Regions from separate parts of the Rattus norvegicus genome. Here region 1 is linked to region 2. A link is a contact called in public Hi-C data. All regions are on one chromosome and are shown on one strand. The core of a region is the stretch at or near the end of the contact, and the rest is flanking DNA. Distances in the headings are between cores, read along the strand shown.

Region 1 (3,902 bases), core at 795-3,294, 220 kb after region 2:
GTATCTAATGAATCTGTGTTTAGATCTCAGTCCCGATCTAATGATAGGTCATAAAGAAGCACAGATATTCTAGAATCGGGGGGAAAAATCCCCAAGGACGAACCGTCTGGGTCCCATGGTTTCAGAAAGTGGACAGGCAGCCTGTAGCTGTGCTGTGTTAGGACCGGCCTTTCTAAAATGTGGAACGACACAGAGGTCAGGCTCATCTGAAAAAAAAAACAAACAAACATATTTTTTCCCTTAGAATTGTCTATTCTGCTTATTTTGTGTTTTTTTTTTTTAATTTAAAACACTTATTGGTGTGTGAGTGTATGCATGTGTATGTGTTTGTGTGTACTGTTTGAGTGTTGTTCAATCTCTTCTTCCACCGTATGTGTCCCAGGAATCAATTTTAGGTTGGCAGGCTTGGTGTCAACCACCTCTACTCATTGAATCATCTCAGCTCGAGGGATGAATTTTAAAGTGACGTTTGTGTGTATTTGTAGTGGGGCAGAGGATCTGGAGAGCCCAAGATATCAGACAGAGAGGCTCCTTTTCCCTTCCTCTGGACTCCTGGGTGGGTCCCGCAAAATGCCAGTCCATAGTGGAGTTCCTGGCTTCTGTTCAACCAGTAGCCGCCTCTGGTTATGCAGCTGACTAGTATTCTGACTAACTATGGTGGGCCACCCCAGCCGCCTGGTTTCTGCCTTCAGTGTCGAGTGAGTTTTCTAAGCCATCACGGAAGTGCATTGTGGAACAGGCTGAGCTCCAAAACCCATTGATGCCTTTTTCTCCACTTCCTCCCACCTTCCCATGTCTCCCATTCACGAGATGTGAGGGGCCAGTGGTTTGTCTTAACACCAGGAACAGCTCATGCTGATAGTACTTGTCCCCTGCTCTGTCTTCCCAGGAGTGAGTAGATTCTGAATCCATGGGTCAGCCTGGGTTTTCCTGGGAGTATCTTGCCTTCACAATTGTAGGGTGTCCATGATGAGCCCTGGGGAATACTTGGTCTTTTCTCCCCGGGGAAGAGGGAAGGGTACGGGAAGGCAGTTGGAGTCTAAGCACACCTGCCCACTCTTAGAATCCGCCGGGCTGTGAGAGAGTATCGACTTTAACAGACGGATTAAGACCCCACCAGAACCCATTACTCAAATCGTTCCTAGCCGAGGTGCCTTTGATTGGGCCAAGACCCCAGGTTTCATGATAATCTTAAATTATAGCAAGGACGGTTGTCTACCTAGCTCAGTGTCGGGGTTCAGTGTGAGCTGCACGAGCTCTGCTCGTGAGATCAGATGCCGGCATCTAAGCCCCCCGTATTGACTTAAAATAGGAGGGAAGGCATGGCTCTGATTTATGATACCAGGTGAGCCCACATGGCGTGTGGTGAGCCTACAGTCAGCCCTCCTGCCTCTTCTAAGTGTTACACAGTGCAGACAGACAGAAGGACAGCCTTTCTTCCTCCTTAAGTGCTCCTTGGGTCTCATAAGGCCATTGCATGGTGGATGGACAAATCAGAAGAATATAAGAATTTCACTCGAAGTCCGCATCCTTGGTTTCCTTGACGGCCACACTCTGGGTAGTGTGTCCGCTGTGTGTGGGCAGGGCAGAGAGGGCTCTTCAAAAGGCAGCCGCACCCTTAATGCCCATGGGGGCTGTCTGGTCTGGTGGCCTTTGCCTTGTTCCACAGCAAGGGGCATAAGTCCTCTGGGGCAGCTCCTGTCCTCCACCCAGAAGTACAAGTGTCAGAGGGCTTATGGGTGATTTGACTCAGGAGCTAGTTTCTACCAGCGCTTGCCAATGACGTAGACTGTTAAATGTCTGCTGACTCCCGCTTACCCGAGGTGGCTTCAGCCAGGAAAACGATGTGCTCATTCAGGAGGTTCATAGGGTGTGTGTGAGCGGCCAGAGGTTTGGAGGGAATTTTTAGTGCCTTTGTTCTCTCTGGCCTCCTCCTCTGGAGCAGCTGGGGCTTAGAAGTTCATTTCCCTCAATGGATAGCAGAGCTGGCTAGACATGGCTTCCTCGCCTGGCTGGGAGTCCATGCTGGAGGGATCCCAGGCTGGCTGTGGTAGACAGGCTGTGGTAGCCTCCAACCACTTGTCAGCCCCAGGGACCTCTAGGGAGATAAAAGGTCAGCCCTCTGTCGGGGCAGGGCTCAGCCCCAGACTGGGTTAAATCATCCCTGCTGTGGGGACCTGTGGCCAGTGTGTCACCAATGGTGTGTAGTGGGGGTGGTTGTCACCCCTTAGGAAGGTCTCTCACTTTCTGAAACATCTCAGGCACCTTCATTTGTACCCTCAGGAAGTTCTCCTGTGTGGTCGGATGTCCTCCCCTCAGGCTCTGCCCAGGTCATTCTGGGGATGGCCTTGGGCACAGCCTTGGGCAGGGAAGCCCTAGTTAGTGTTGTCTTTTGGCTCTACCCTTAAGGCCTCACGTAATGGAGCTGAAATTGTGTTAGACGCAGGGCTCTGGCTCTCCTGCATTTGTTGAGGAAACCAGTAATGTCACCATTAGCCGAAACACTTGCCATTCGTTCTTGTTCTCCACGTTGGCACCGCCCTCCCCTGCCCTCCCCAGCCCTCCCCTACCCTCCCAGCCCTCTCCTACCCTCCCAGCCCTCCCCTGCCCTCCCCAGCCCTCCCCTGCCCTCCCCAGCCCTCCCCTGCCCTCCCCTGCCCTCCCCAGCCCTCCCCAGCCCTCCCCTGCCCTCCTCAGCCCTCCTCAGCCCTCCCCTGCCCTCCCCAGCCCCTCTCGTGAGCTCTCAGGGAGTCTTCCCTTCTCTCCCACCCCAGTCCTTTTTGTATACATAGTCATGAACAGTGCAAATTCTGATAGAACATCACTATATTCTGCTGCAGTCTGTGTTATTTCTTACATGGCTAGTGTTACACATTTACAAGCCATGGATTCCTTTTTTTTTTTTTTAACTTTACTGTAAATGTAATACAAATAGGATGTAGTCATCATGAAGATACTTTTTTTTTTTTTTAAATACAGCAGGAAAAGAGAAAATTACTGGCAGGCCAGTCTAGTGACATCTCACAGTGACACATTTGTGCTTCCTATGGGACCAGATCTTGCTCTGAAGCCCAGGGTGGCCCCGAATTAGTATTTCCTTGCACACACTTCTGCACGGATGGTATGACGGGTTTCAGCCATCCCACCCAGCTTTCAGGTAGCTGCTCTTTCTCTTGCGCATGCGCAGAAGGCAGTTTGAAAGAGTTGGCTGACATCGCGTTCCTTTTACTTAATACCCCTAGGGGCAGGTGAGATGGCTGAGCCTGTAAAGGGGCTTGCTGCCGAGCCTGTCAACCTAAGTTTGATCCCTGTGAAGTGTGCGGGAGGAGGAGGAGGAGAGAATAGGCCTGTGCAAACTGTTCTCTGAGTCCTGCGTGTGAGACCGGGCAAGGATGTGCCTGTAAACATCCCCCATCCCCCGCCCCACGCACCCACGCACCCGCACGCACGCACGCACGCACGCACAGGCTGAGAACCACTGGTTTGGAGTGCATTTATGGAGGCAAGGTAGCAAGAAGTGGCACAAAGGTTCCACTCTGTTGAAGGCATCCAAAGTCCTGGGCGCGCAGCATGGTCCTCGCTCCCTTTCCTTTTCTCTCTGGCACGCTCAGGGGAAATGTGTTGGGTTTGTTGCTCTCTTCAAACTCTCCATCTTGAGCTGTTTTCTAAAATACGCAGGGGCTCAGAGAGGAGCTGTCCCAAAGTATGTTAACGGGGCCTGTCCTGTATAGTTCATCATTTATCTTTAAGACTAAACGTTCTGAGAGTAGTCCCTGGATATTATAGAAGTTCCCTTTGAGCCTTTTATTTATTAGTTTTTAGAAGCTGGGTCTCTTTAAGAAGCCCAGGCTGGACCCTTGCAGAGATGCTCCTCAGGCCTGCCCGGATTACAGGTGTGAAGC
Region 2 (3,536 bases), core at 138-2,637:
GGGAAGGAAGGAAGAAGGGAGGGAGGGAGGAAGGAAGGAAAGAAGGAAGGAAGGAAGGAAGGAAGGAAGGAAGGAAGGAAGGAAGGAAGGAAGGGAGGGAGGAAAACTTTATCTGAAAACTGGAGAAGTGCTTGCTTACCCACAAAGCATTGGTTGAGAAGCTATTGCGTGCCTAGTACTCTCCTGAGCATTTATATCATCCCAGGAAACCCTACAATAACTTTCTAAGCAGATAATTTTGTCCACATCTTGTAGACTAGGAAGTTGTCCTAAGGAAAAATAGAAAATGAGGAGGAAGAAGAGGACCACAGGAATCGGAAGAGGGGCAGCGGGAGGACAGGGAGGAGCCCACTTGTCAGTATGCCCTCGGTATTGCTTGTACTGTCCCTCCTGAAGCATAATTGGGCTCAAGACACCTCTTCTTATAAAAAATCCACTGTAAGAGATGGCACAAATGCCTTAGCGTTGCTTACAATGTTTTCCGTAAACCCTCCAAGCCTGCCAACCCTGTTTCCTGATAGCACAGGTAGGAGATAATCAATCAACACTTGTCAGCGTAACTTGTTGAATATTGATCTGAATTTGATTAAGGAACTAGATACAGTATTTTTATTTTTATGTATTTATTTCTTTTTAGATTTAAGCTTAACAGCTTTTTCTCCCAGAGATGATTTCACAGATATTAAGTCCTCCTCCTTCCTCACGCTCACAGATGGATTTTATATTTTAGTTACAGATACTAGATAGTTTAAAATGTTCCAGAAGAACTAGAGAAAAAAAAAACCCACCCTGGAATGCCAGAGAAAATATCTGAAGGAAGACTTTTCTCATGTGAATGAGACATCACCCCCACTGTAAGCCTAGCCCCTACTCTACCCTCTGACCGAGCCCACTGACCACCCACACTCACACGCTCACACACCTTGGGCGAGGAGAGCAGCAGGGTACCTCTTGGTTTCAAAGAAAACAGTCCATAAACATAGTAATTTCACTGGCTCATCCTCAATCCTTCATTTTATTGTCAATGTTTCTGGTTCTACAACCCTCTCTTGCAGTCGACAGGAAAAGTGTGTGTGTTTGGGGATATCTTCTATAGGTGCTTGGCTTTCCAACTGTGAATTCTTGTCGTCTGTGACGGCCTTGTTGGTAGCTATGAGGCTGCTTCTCACTGCCAAGGTGCTGACCTTTGGTCACTCTGAAAATGGAAGTTTAGGCCTCTGTTTCTAGGCCTGGCCTGGCAAAGTTTATCAAAACACCATTTGGCCAGTGGGGAACCCTCCAGTGTCAGACAGAACAAGACACAGGTCAAGTCTGAGGAAGGCTTGGCCACGCCTTAGAGAATCTATGCTCCACTGTGGAAGACCAGAAGCCAATGCCTGCAGACTGGAGTGACGGTCAAAGCCAAGGACACAAACCAGGCCTCTTCCCAGACACATGGCTTCATCCCCAAGGTCCCTGTAGACTCGTGCTCTGGCAGAAGTTTGAAATTGCTGCAACTGTTTTTCATTTAAAGGGCTCCAGGTCAGAGTATCAAAGAGCAGCAACACAAGATGGTAGCACCCTGTGAGCTGCTGGAGAAAACACCTAACCAGTGCTAGCCAATCCCCACTGTGTGCTTCCAGGGGGTAGGGGGGTGGGGGATGAGCATACCCTGGAAACCAGTCAGAACAAGTCCTGAGGGACAGAGGAGCCAAGCTCAGCAGCTCTGAACACAACTTCTAACAACAAATAGTGGAAGGACAGTTCAGAATTTTCCAGAACTTAAAACATGTGACTTCTGCTTGTCAGTGCCACCACCTCTGGACAGATGGAAAGACATGGGCCCAGAGACACTCCCAGTCAGGGAATTCACCCAGAAGCATGAGCGAGAGAGCAGTGGCTCATAGCAACTCAACTTTGAGATCTTTAAGAACAGGGAAGCAGGGCTGGAGAGATGGCTCAGCAGTTAAGAGCACTGACTGCTCTTCCAGAGGTCATGAGTTCAATTCCCAGCAACCACATGTGGCTCACAACCATCTGTAATGGGATCCGATGCCCTCTTCTGGTGTGTCTGAAGTCAGCTACAGTGTACTCACATACATAAAATAAATAAATATATCTTTAAAAAAAAAAACAGCCTAGCTCTTGCCTCTGACCTTATATTAAAAACAAAAAAAGAACAGGGAAGCAGTCCAGAGGAGTGAGGCAGGCACCACAGCTTCCTCCAAGGCCCAGTCAGAGCATCTACATCAGTGGTCCTCAACCTTCCTACTGCTGATACCCTTTCATACAGTTCCTCACGTTGTGGTGATCCCAACCATAAAGACATTTCCATTGCTACATCATAACTGTCATTTTGCTACTGCTGTGAATTGTAATGGAAATACCTGTGCTTTCCAGTGGTCTTAGTGAAAGGGTTAATTGATAACCCCCAAAAGGGGTTGCAGTCCACAGGCTGAGAATCAGAGGTCTGTACGCTCTTGGTTGAGGGCCATTGCACCCCTTTCTTTTTTCCCAGCTCTGAGGGCAAGATCAGGGTTGCCTAAAACTCATCCATATCAATCCAAACCTCAGCACCATTGAGAAACAGATATCAGGCTCCAGAGACAGGAGGAAGGGATCTTTACTCTAGCTTGACAAAAGCACAATGCCTACATGGAAAGAAAATGCCACATTCGCCTTGGGTGGCGCCTAGGTTGTGTCTGCACACATGTAGCATTTGGATGTTGACTGTTCTCATCCCACAGTTAACATGTTCAGCAGCTTCACACAGTCTACAAAATGTCCTACCACACACAGAGGCCTCCCAGAGACCATATCCCCAACACTCATCTCCTATCAACAGGCATCTCATAAATGATCCTCCCTGCCCTTGTTTGTCATGAAACCCATTTGTCATGCAATGCTTTTGCCTGATGCTCCCTGAGTGAGTGTTGCATAACCACAGTCAAAGGCATGAAAGGAAAGAAAAGCACTGTAGGTTACAAGGGCAGAACTTGACCTCAAGACCATTCTGAGATATTGGAGCAAGAGATGATGTTACACAGCCTCCTGTGGGCTTCCCTTGTCCATCACACAGAAGCTCATGCTGCCCCCTTAGTAGATCAGAGCAGTTCAGGGAGATGGTCCTACTTGCTTAGCCAATAATGGCAAAAGGAAATTCATGGGAGACTGTAAAATAGGACACCCTTGCATCCCAGACCCCATTGGGACCATTCAGAAGCCATTTACTTCTCATTTCTTTTCTTATTAGTATATATTAAATGTATAAATTAACAGTTTTCATTATGATGTTCCCATACATGTATGTATATACTGAACTTTGGTCATATACACCCATTGTTATAATTCAAATATGAAATGTCCCTTACACACTCATGGTTTTGAACTCCTGGTCCCCAGCTGGTAGCACTGTTTTGGAAGACTGTAAAAACCTCTAGGACAATGGATTAGTTAGCTGAGGGAGACTCCTGAGGATGAATCTTGAAGATACCTGCTTCTATTTACTGTTAGGAGCACTGTCCCTTCATCCTCTCACCCACTATACCCTCTAAGGT

What was found. A called contact is a pair of places that touch in the nucleus more often than the background predicts.
Region 1: a contact with region 2 is called in a Hi-C map of psoas muscle, with 1.9 times the contacts expected there. The contact joins two enhancer-like sites. A contact is called at or near these places in 3 of 12 Hi-C or Micro-C datasets (kidney, liver and psoas muscle).

The regions. Positions count from the first base shown.
Region 1 is chr19:53,640,842-53,644,743 of GRCr8, forward strand. The region is part of intron 3 of Zfhx3 (zinc finger homeobox 3); the gene reads left to right. Among named protein-coding and RNA genes, the nearest start is that of Zfhx3, 91 kb to the left of the region's middle. Within about 2 kb of position 2,045, at least 3 of the 93 cell types and tissues checked have an H3K27ac peak or open chromatin away from gene starts, as enhancers often do.
Region 2 is chr19:53,422,919-53,426,454 of GRCr8, forward strand. It overlaps a transcript of Zfhx3 not described here. Among named protein-coding and RNA genes, the nearest start is that of Trnat-agu21, 59 kb to the right of the region's middle. Within about 2 kb of position 1,388, at least 4 of the 93 cell types and tissues checked have an H3K27ac peak or open chromatin away from gene starts, as enhancers often do.